Linked DNA regions of Oryctolagus cuniculus: all the other regions are linked to region 2. The links are chromatin contacts, called in public Hi-C and Micro-C maps. All regions are on one chromosome and are shown on one strand. Each heading gives the region's core, a stretch centred on a gene start, on an enhancer-like site or on the middle of the called end of the contact. The rest is flanking DNA. Distances are from core to core; before and after follow the strand shown. Region 1 has its middle 64 kb from the start of DLX2. Region 2 overlaps ITGA6 (integrin subunit alpha 6). Region 3 has its middle 46 kb from the start of DLX2.

Evidence for each region. Hi-C and Micro-C count contacts between places; a contact is called where the count stands out from the background.
Region 1: a Micro-C map of ear pinna shows a contact between it and region 2, with 5 times the contacts expected there. The contact joins two enhancer-like sites. A contact is called at or near these places in 2 of 6 Hi-C or Micro-C datasets (ear pinna and skin fibroblasts).
Region 3: a Hi-C map of an unstated tissue shows a contact between it and region 2, with 8 times the contacts expected there. The contact joins two enhancer-like sites. A contact is called at or near these places in 4 of 6 Hi-C or Micro-C datasets (ear pinna, embryonic fibroblasts, psoas muscle and 1 more).

The regions. Positions count from the first base shown.
Region 1 is chr3:68,916,364-68,919,798 of mOryCun1.1, forward strand. No RefSeq gene overlaps it. Among named protein-coding and RNA genes, the nearest start is that of DLX2, 64 kb to the right of the region's middle. Within about 2 kb of position 1,483, at least 2 of the 8 cell types and tissues checked have an H3K27ac peak or open chromatin away from gene starts, as enhancers often do. A contact at or near this core is called in ear pinna, where this site is marked.
Region 2 is chr3:68,640,473-68,643,994 of mOryCun1.1, forward strand. It overlaps ITGA6 (integrin subunit alpha 6), which reads right to left. Exons shown (of 25, transcript XM_017342933.3): 2 at 74-198. Among named protein-coding and RNA genes, the nearest start is that of ITGA6, 37 kb to the right of the region's middle. Within about 2 kb of position 2,184, at least 2 of the 8 cell types and tissues checked have an H3K27ac peak or open chromatin away from gene starts, as enhancers often do. A contact at or near this core is called in ear pinna, where this site is marked.
Region 3 is chr3:68,934,057-68,937,445 of mOryCun1.1, forward strand. No RefSeq gene overlaps it. Among named protein-coding and RNA genes, the nearest start is that of DLX2, 46 kb to the right of the region's middle. Within about 2 kb of position 1,570, at least 4 of the 8 cell types and tissues checked have an H3K27ac peak or open chromatin away from gene starts, as enhancers often do.

The DNA of each region.
Region 1 (3,435 bases), core at 233-2,732, 280 kb after region 2:
TTCCCCCAACAAAACCCAATGAGGTAAGGACAGAAGAGGGAAGAAAGACAAAAAGACTAATTAATTTCACCAAGTCACTCAACTAGTTGGTAGTGCCAGGATACAAGTTCAGCCAGTTTGAACTAATTCCCAAGTACTTCGCTGTATCATAAAGGAGAAAACCTGGTGCTTCTGAAAGGGTGGAGCTGAAAGACAAGGCACAGCCCTGAAGTCTAGCGGCAGCTATTGCTGCCAACTGCGGAGAGAGCTCCTGCACGGGCAGAAGCAAAATGCAATATGAAGGGGAGACTGGAGACAACTCCACCACGATGCTGACGAAACTCAAGGGCCCTTGGCTAGCAAGGGGCCTCTCCTAAAGTCCTCCATTTCATCCCCTGCTTGCATATTTGTGTTTTTTCCAAAGGATGACCCCCAAAGGGAGACAAGCTTGGGACTCTTATAAACCTGGATGAGACCATGAATTTATCCGATGCGAGACTCACCCTCTAGCTGCAGATTCAGAGACCATGCAGGGCCTCTTTGCATGGAAACCCAGCCCTACAGAATATGGACACAGGCACAGATGCCCGTGGAGGCCACACCCACTCACCTGTGCCCCATGGAAGGAAAAGGGGAGTCACTGAATTACTTCTCACCTATCCAGGGAAGGCTCAGTGCACCGAACCCTGAAAGACAGGACATCTGTGCGCCCCATGGGTGCAATGGCAGCAGCAAGGACCCAGGGAGAGTGTCCTCCTGCCTCAGGCGCAGTCACTGGGTCCTACCTTCCTACAGCCGGAGGTGGCCCTGACTCTAAGAAGGCAGACTGCCACGCCCCAACAGGGACAGCAAGAAGACACTGTTGACATTTTGCTCACTGTAGATTTTGCTGTTAATTTTTACTGCATAACAATAATATTCATCTCAATTACTGAGTTTGTTTTGTGCCCCCCCCCATTAAATTCTGTGCCTTGTCACTTCACCCTCACCCCATAATGCTTGTACGTAGATCTACACCCAAGTCACCATAAAAGTCCACATTTCTACCTAGGCTCAGGATACAGAGTGCTTCTGTTCTATGACAAGATTAAAAGCCTGAGGAACATTTATACCAGATAGGACAATCACAAGATGGCAGATTTGATGTTCAGGTCCTCAGGGGAAATGAGACAGAGAACCACAAAGTCTCTTCATGACAATATTGCACAAATGTGGCTCTGACAACACACGAATGCAGGGCGATCCCACAGCAAACAGTCCCAGACAAGTTGTCCTGTGGGGTCGGCGTCCTTCCGTCATTTTAGGCATGCAAGGCAAGCCAGTACTTGTAAAGGGATGAGCCCAGGGAACAGGAATGAACTTGAAGGATTTCGCAGAAATGCCAGCCCCAGAGGTCTAGAAACAAAGCTGAGCAAACCACAGCCCGAGGCTGCTGGGTGAGTCAGGGCTTTCTCAGCAGGGCAGCTCTGCTGGCCTGGGCTACCCCTGGGAACTGCAGGCAGCCTCAGGAGCCATCCGCACAGCGAATGCATGGAAAATGTTAGGCGCGGTGTAGTTGGAACATGACCCCACCTAGACCGCTCCCTGAAATTGCAAAGCTTTCAAACACTGCCCCCAGCCAAGGAGGTGCTGTCTCAGGCTAGGGCCCTAACCTGAGCAGTCCTCCAGCCACAGAGCTGCCTGGAGCCTGAAGAAAAACTTCTAAGAGAAAGTTGTCCTCAGCGAGGAGGGGCCGTGTGAGACTGGATTTTACTCCAGGCGATGGACCACAGGCAGGTGTTCTCTGTATTCAGGTTTGAATCCCAACATTTGCAAAGATATCGAGGGCAAATATTGAGCTTCTTCCTGCTCTGGTTATCAGTTGGTGGTTTTTCTAAATCCTACATAAACAGGGAAATCCTAAATGACTTCCCAAAAGACAACTGAGAAGACAGAATACACGCAGCAGCCTAACCTCCCCCATCCCATTAGAAGTAACAGAACTAATTTTTTAAAAGATTTACTTATTTATTTGAAAGGCAGAGTTAGAGAGAGAGAGAGAGAGAGAGAGAGAGAGAGAGAGAGATCTTCCACACATTGGTTCACTCCCCAAATGGCCACAATCGCCAGAGCTGGGCCTGTCTGAGGCCAGGGACCAGGAGCTTCATCCAGGTCTCCCACATGGGTATAGGAGACCAAAGACTTGGGCCATCCTCCACTGCTTTCTTAGGTGCATTAGCAGGGAGCTGGATTGGAAGTAGAGCAGCTGGGGCATGAACTGGCGCCCATCCAGGATGTTGGCATTGTAGGTGGTGGCTTTACCCTCTATGCCACAGTGCTGGCCCGAGAAATCATTTCTAAATAAATAAATCAGAAACAGTGAAGGTGAGGGACTGACACTGTGGCACAGCTGGTTAAGCTGCTGCTTCAGACACCAGGGTGCTGGTTCGAGTCCCAGATGCTACATTTCTGACCCAGCTCCCTGCTAGTATCTCTGGGAAAGCAGCACAAGATGGCCCAAGTGCCTGGACCCCTGCCACCCATGTAGGAGACCTCTATGGCGTTCCCAGCGCCTGGCTTCAGCCTGGCCCAAACCTGACTGCTGTGGCCATTATGGAGTGAATCAGCAGATAGATCAGTCTCCCTGTCTGTTTCTCTCTCTCCCTCAGTTTGTTCCTCTGCCTTTCAAACAAATAAACAAGCAAAAAAAAAATTTTTTTAACAGTAAAGGTGTACAAAGAAAGGCAACCTCTGTGGCCATCCTGAAAGACATAGACAGATGGGCTCAGAGTGAGAAACCCAAGCCACATACAGGAGAGAAGAGCAGTATACAGTGGAGATGCTTCCAAGGGGCCCTAAATTAGACAAAGAAGATGTTGGGAGGCTGTGTGGACCAGAGAGCCCTGGGCTACCATTAGAGCTACTTTAGCCATCACTGTAGGTGCAGACACACAGGTAGTCCTACACACACGTGCTAAGCAGTGGGAGCAGCACATTCCAGAGACATCCACGCCCAGCAGCTGAGCCACAGAAGCCAGGCAGTGCTTCAGGGAGCTGGCCTCGCCCAGGAGGAGTGGTGTGAGTGTCCTGGCCAGAAGACTGCTGACTCACTCTGCCCAGTGCCATGTCCTGCTCCTGCCCTACCCCAGGACGAAGCACATTCTAGATTTACCATCTGGGCCTCCTGAACCAGAAAGGCTCACACAATCACAAGCCACCAAACACTGGATAAAACACCTCTGGGACAGAAAGTCATGGATTACCATTAAGACAAGAGCAACATTCAGAAACAAGTCATTGAAAACTCAGTAGATGGATGAAACAGCAGAATGGGCACAACAGAAGGGAGACTTAGAAAGCTGATACATGGCTGGCGCCGCGGCTCACTAGGCTAATCCTCCGCCTGTGGCACTGGCACCCGGGTTCTAGTCCCAGTTGGGGGGGGGGGGGCCGGATTCTGTCCCGGTTGCCCCTCTT
Region 2 (3,522 bases), core at 934-3,433:
CTTCCTCTCTCTCTAAAAAAAAAAAAAAAAAGAAATAAAGAAATAAAGAAAGAAAGAAAGAGAGAGAACGCACCATCATTGTCAAATTCAATCCGAGTACAAGGCCCTCCGGAGGTGATGTCACAGCTGTACAGGCCGCCGGTCCTGTTGGCCCGCTGCAGCGGCAGGGCGACTGCCCGAGGGGCCCCCACGAGCAACCTGCAGGAGAAACAGAGAGAGCTCAGAGATTCAAGGTGAATGCACAGGTAACATTTACACTCGACAGAAACAAGCGAAGGGCCTCCAGGCCTGCCCCACGCCAAGGCGTCCGCTCACTCTTCAGCAGCCCAGCGACGAGGGGAACCCGGGTGGAGTCCCAGACCGGCTCCCGCGACGCGGTCCAGGCCAAGTGCACAAGGCAGCAGGAGGGCAGAGGGAAAGAAGGGAGGGAATGCCCACCTCTCCCAGCGTCGGCGCGGCCGCCTGGGGAGGGGGGGGCGTGATTCAGGGCTTCAAAGATGCTCTTCACACCGCAGGGCCCCTAAGCCTAAGCCGAGGACATCATACAGAGCCCAAGAGAGGAAACCACCACCTCCAACCCTGGACCGGACAACGGTCAGCGAAATGTGACGGGCAACACAATGTCCATTTCTAGCAGTGTGCCTCCCCGAGAGATTCCCCAAGGGCATTTCTGACCGGATCTTAGACCCTCGGTCTATATGAAGGGGCTTCAGAAAGTTTGTGGAAAAAAATCAAATGAAAAGCTAATGTGAATTAATTTTTTGTGACTATTTTGAAGCCTCTCTCCCGCCACACACTTAAGCTTTGGGGATGGGGATTTTGCACAGCAACCAAGACATCACTGGGGCTGCCTGCCGCCTAAACTGGAGTGTCTGTGCCAAGTCCCAGTCTGCTTCCAACTCCAGCGTCCTGCTAATGCACGCTCTGGGGTGCAGCAGGTGACGGCTCGAGTACGTAGGTCCCTGCCTGCCACCGACGTGGGAGACCTCGGTTGAGTTCTAAGCTCCTGGCTTCTGCCTGCTCAGATTCCAGCCGTCAAGGGTATTTAGGGAGTGAATCAGCAAATGGAAGATCTCTGTCTCACTGCCTTTCAAGTTACAACGAAAAAATGTAATTTAAAATAAGTCTTTAAAAAACAACTAACATAAAATGCTTTATTCTGGGAAAAAAAAGAGGAAGGGATCTGACCTTTGCCTAAGACCTAACTGTACTGAATTACCCTCTTTTGCAGCCTTGGCCTCTTTCCAAGTTCATTCTTCCCCACCGTGTCAGCTTTAGCGGGATATAACTGACACACAGAAATATTATGGTATGCCGCTTGATGGTTTTCTGAGGCAATTTTAACATCTTGGCATTTGCATCCGAGCTCCTCCATTGCATCCAGCCCAGTTCCCAAGTTGTGTGATGGGCGCAAAGCATCTTCCCTCCCCCTCACTCTCCCCCTCCCCCTCACTCTCCCCCTCCCCCTCGGTGTTGTCTTAAATAAGCAGGTTGGGAACCCAAATCCTCAATCCTTGCAGTTTGTTTCAACACCAGAGGGCGCTCTTTCAAGAGCCCTGCCTCCAGCTGGGCTCCTCACTCAACCAGGCTGATCATGTTTGGGGGCTGCCTCACTAACAAGAAACGCCCATGTCTGGCCAGGCCGAAATGGCGGGGCTGACAGGATGGGAAACAAGGCTGGGGCTGGGGGAGGGGGCTGAGGACACGAATAAGCAAAAGCCACAAACTGCCAGCACAGGAAACAAGCCACTCCTAGCCCCAGAAACCCACGCTTGGCAGGTGTAAAAGTGAAGTAGACACACGTGGTCCCAGCAGTCCCCAGCCGCTCCTCCCCAGCTGCGACTGCAGGAGAGGACTCATCCCCACAGAGGATCCCCGGCTGGTGCAACAGGAGGCATGCGCACTTGGAAAGCAGGCAGGGGAGCCGGACGATGCCCAGCGATGGCCGGGAGGGAGCAGAGCACGTGGCCAGGCATGGCCCTACCTCGAGGACCCCCACCTCCACGTGAAGGAAGCCGCATGCGCCAGGACAGAGACCTGACATGCAGCCTCACAGGGAGCAGGGCGGCGCCCTTGCTGCTGGGGGGTGGAGGAGGGGCCCGCTCCACCCACCCTCCTAACGGAGCCCTGAACCCAGGAGCCTTAACTAGTGCGGGCGAGGTGCCACGCACTAACTGCACAGAGGAGGAAGCAGACTCCACTGCTCAGGAGCCACAGGGCATAAGTCGGGCAGGGCCCAGGCCTCTCTCCTCTTCAAAGCATACTGGGCGGGGCTTCTGGCGCAGTGATTCAGTGGCCACACCCCACACTGGAGCGCTTGGTTCCTGTCCCGGCTCTCTATTCCTGATCCAGCTTCCCGCAGACACGAACCCTGGCCCTTAGTACTTGCGTCCCTGCTACCCAAATGGGAGATCAGATTGAGTTCTGAGCTCCTGGCTTCAGTCTGGCCCAGCCCCGACTGTTGCAAGCACTTGGGGAATGAACGAGTGGATGAAAAAAATCTCTCTCTACCTTTAAATAAATATATATTAAAATAATAATGATAATAACAAAGTACTTTGGTGGGGGAGGGGGCAGGCAGCCAATTGGCCTGGCAGTTTAGCAACCCCACATCCCAGAACAGGCACTGGGGTCCAGTGGATTAAAGTGGCACGTGGGACACCAGCCTCCCACCTGCCTTGGATCCTGGCTGCTCCACTTCCAATCGAGTTTCCTGCTAATGCATCCTGGGAGGTAGGGTGCTTGGGGCCTTGCCACCCACAGACGTGAGAGACCCAGATTGCGTTCTGGCTCCGGCTCCTGGTTTTGGCCTAGCCCAGCCCTGGCTGATGGAAGATCAATCAATTTTTTTTCTCTCTCTACCTTTCAAGTAAAAGGAAAATAAACATATATTTAAAAAAGCAGTAGGGGTAAGCTTTATGACATACAGGGCAAAGCTGCCACCTGAGATGCTAGCATTCCATATGAGCACCGGTTCGAGTCCTGGCTGCACCACTTGTGATCCAGCTCCCTGCTAATGTGCCTGGGAAAGCAGATGACCCCAAGTGTTTGGGCCCCTGCATCCACCTGGGAGGCCCGGAAGAAACTCCTGGCTCCTGGCTTGGGTCTGGCCCAGCCCTGGTCTTTGTTGCCTTTTGGGGAGTGAACCAGTAGATGGAAGCCCTCTCTCCCTCTCCCTCTCCCTCTCTCTCCCTAACTCTGCCTTTCAAATAAATAAAATAAATGCTTACAAAACAAAAATAGCAGCTCACATCCCATATCCCAGTGCTTTTTTTTTTTTTTAAAGATTTATTTATTTATTTGAAAGTCAGAGTTACAGAGAGGCAGAGGCAGAGAGAGAGAGGTCTTCCAGCCATTGAGTACAGGTCTTCTACTGTTTTCCCAGATGATAGCAGAGAGCTGTATAGGAAGTGGAGCAGTCGGGACTTGAACCGGCATCCACATGGGATGCTAGCACCACAGGCAGTGGCTTTACCTGCTATGCCACAGCGCCAGCCCTTGGGTTCAGGTTCTGACACTGCT
Region 3 (3,389 bases), core at 320-2,819, 290 kb after region 2:
TCTTCAATATTTAACAAGCATTTGCCTTTCTCCTCTTTCCCCACCATCGTGCGGAGTGCACCTGACCCTCACCGTGTCTTCTCACAAGACTTTCAGAACCAAGAGATTCCTGGCCCAAACACACGGTCACTCCGTGCCCCCCATGGATTTGGATGAAAACCAGTCATAGAATCAGGTGTAACTCAAAGAGGAGACACTGGAGAAGGACCACGCTGGCTCTACAAGGAACTGGACTGGAGACGGATGGCACACACACATACGCTGCATCAGGCCACTGTCTTCTTAACCACATCCAGCTGGAGCTGTCGCCACTGTCTGCACAGCTGGACATGCTTGACTGGGGCTGTGACCAGGGGGTCGGTTCGCTGATAAATATGTCAAATCTTTGGTGGGGGTGGGGAGCATTGCGATTCACGAGAAAATGCCAGCAATCCAGTAGAAATAGGCAAAGCACATAAACCATCCAGTCCTAGAATTCAAACAGCTTTTACTCACGTGAAAAAGAATTCACTCAAAACTTAAAAGTTGCAAATTAGCTCAGGCAGATCTCATTTGTTAACCTCTTCCTGGACAAATACCTCAGTGTTATCAGGATGGGCAATGGCCTGCGGTCGTTAATACGACTGAGAATGGAGGCCACCTTTTCAGGGTTAATTGGCAAGATCTAGAAAAATAAAAAACTGCAAATAATCTTCAAAGGGACAATTCTACCTCCAGAAATTCACCCTGTAGACCCAGCTGCATAGGTAATCCAAAATGCACACAGCAGATACTCAGTGCAGAACTGCTTCTAACATCAAAGGGCTGGAAGTGACCTCAGTACCCTACACACCTGATGTGATAACCTGGAGGGGCTGGCACAGCAGAACGCCCGGCGGTCACTCTGAAGGAACGCGTGGATCCTCACGCACCGCCCTGCGACCATGTCCAGGACACAGGATAAGGGACAGGGGCGGCCCCATCCACGCAGCTGGGATGTGCGCCCAGCATGTTAGGAGGTAGCTGTGTCCTTGTGTTCCGTAAGGAATCACAACAAAGTATTCGCAGTATCTGCCCGCTCTGAAATCAGGAGAGAAGGGCAGGGATTATTTTTCCATTTGGAAGGCCTGCTAATGCTTAAAATAGACATGAAGTCAACATTTAAGACAGGGGGGGGGGGGGGGGAGTGGGCGAGGATTCCCTGGCGCCTTGAGCTTCGGTATCAGGAGGAGTCCCCACATCCCACCCAAGCAAAGAGCGAGTCAAACTCTGGGGGAAGAAGAAAGGCAGGACGGGGGGAAATCAGTGGAAGGAAATGTACAACGTCGAGCAGATATAAAGAAAATAAAAACGAGGCAAGGAAGGCTTGGCAGGAGCACTCTCCGCACGCACGCCCTCTCTCCTCCAGGGGCGGCCGGGAGCTCAGTCGCGGAACTCGCTCCCTGCCCCCAGGGTGGCGCGGGCCCGCCCGGCAGGTGCAAAGCTGCAGATGGCCCTCGGTCGGCCTGCCGGCCCCTGCTCCGCCCCGCGCGCATTCGTAAGGCCACAGTGCGACCCAGCGGGCCGCGGGGAAACTGCGCGGCCGCAGGCCGGCACCCGGCCCCGCAGAGTCGCCGCCTCCTGCCCGGCCACCGCGCTGCAGGAGAGGTGCGTGCCGGGGCAGTCTCCTGCCTCCAGCGTGCCCTGAGACCACGCTGCTAAACCTGGCGGCCCTTGCTACTCCACGCTCATCCAGGTGAAAATGAGTGTGCTGGAGCTTTGTGGTTGAGGGATTCAGAATCCCAGCCATCTGGTCCTTGCTACAGTCCCAGAAAGGAGCTGTACGTTTCTGGCTGAAGAAGAAGGGTACCAACCGAGTAAAGCCTATAGATGCCAGTTGTAGAGGCAGGCTCCGCGGAATGGCCGCGCCTGCCTGCCCTGTCTGCCCGCCCGCTGCCCTGGGATTGTGGCTCGGCTCTCACCACAGGCCGCTGTGATCGGGATCTGCACGTCATCCTGTCTAGCAGACCCTCAACCTCCCTGAACTGAAGCCCAGCCCTCCTCACCTGTGACAGGAACAGGGGGAAAGACAAAGCCTGCAGAGGTTAGGAGCATGGGGCAAGTCACAGCAGCCACACTCCCCTATTTTACTGGCCTCCTGAGTGGATTCCTGAACACCAAGTAACCGTTCATTATGCTGAGCCCTTGAACCACCGGTCTCCGTTTCTCAAGGAATCCCCTAGCACATTAGTTTGAGGCCACAGTAAACCCACATAACCTGTGGGCTCACGTGGTGGTGCAGTGGGTTAAACCACCCCTTCCTTGGCTTGCTGGCATGCCACATCCAACTCTGTTGAGTTCTAATTGCTAGGGCCCCTGCCACCCATACAGGAGACCCAGAGGAGCTCCTGGCTCCTGGCTTCACCCTGGCCCAGCCCTGGCTGTTGCAGCCATTTGGAGAGTGAACCAGCGAATGGAAGATCTTGTTCTCTCTGTGTGTCTCTCCCTGTCACTATGCCTTTCAAATAAAATCTTAAACAGACATGTAACTTAAAAAAAAAAAAAAGATTTATTTACTTATTTGAAAATCAGAGTTACACAGAGAGAAGGAGAGGCAGAGAGAGAGAGGTCTTCCATCTGCTGGTTCACTTTCCAGTTGGCCACAACGGCCAGAGCTGTGCCGATCTAAAGCCAGGAGTCAGGAGCTTCTTCTGGGTCTTGCACATGGGTACTGGGACCCAAGGACTTGGGCCATTTTCTACTGCTTTCCTAGGCCATAGCAGAGAGCTGGATCAGAAGTGGAGCAGCCAGGACATGCACTGGTGCCCATATGGGATGCTGGCACTGCAGGTGGTGGCTTTACCCACTATGCCAAAGCCCAGCCCCCAGCCATGTAACCTGAATATCAGGCAACCACGTATGCAGTGAGCTCACATTTTACAAAGGAAAATTCCCTGAAGACACAGACTGGGTTTGGGGAAATTGGAGCCCACTTGAAAATATGCTGTGGCATAGTAGGCTAAGCCTCTGCCTGCAGCACCAGCATCCCATTTGGGCACTGGTTCATGTTCCAGCTGCTCCACTTCCAATCCAGCTCCCTGCTAATGTGCCTGGGAAAGAAAAAATGACTCAGGTCCCTGAGCCACTGCCAGACGCATGGGAGACCTAGAAGAAGCTCCTGGCTCCTGCCTTTGGCCTGGCATAGCCTCTGTCCTTGGGGCCATTTGGGGAGTAAACCAGCAAATGGAAGATTTATCTCTTTCAAATTAATAAATTGCCTTTCAAATAAATAAATCTTTTTTAAAAAGATAAATATTTAGGATATAAATAATAAGGGAATAAAATGGCTGTGTCTATGATTGGTGTCATTCAGTTGTGCATAAATGTTTAAATCACATACTTGACCCTGCACCTGCATGAGAGACCAGGAG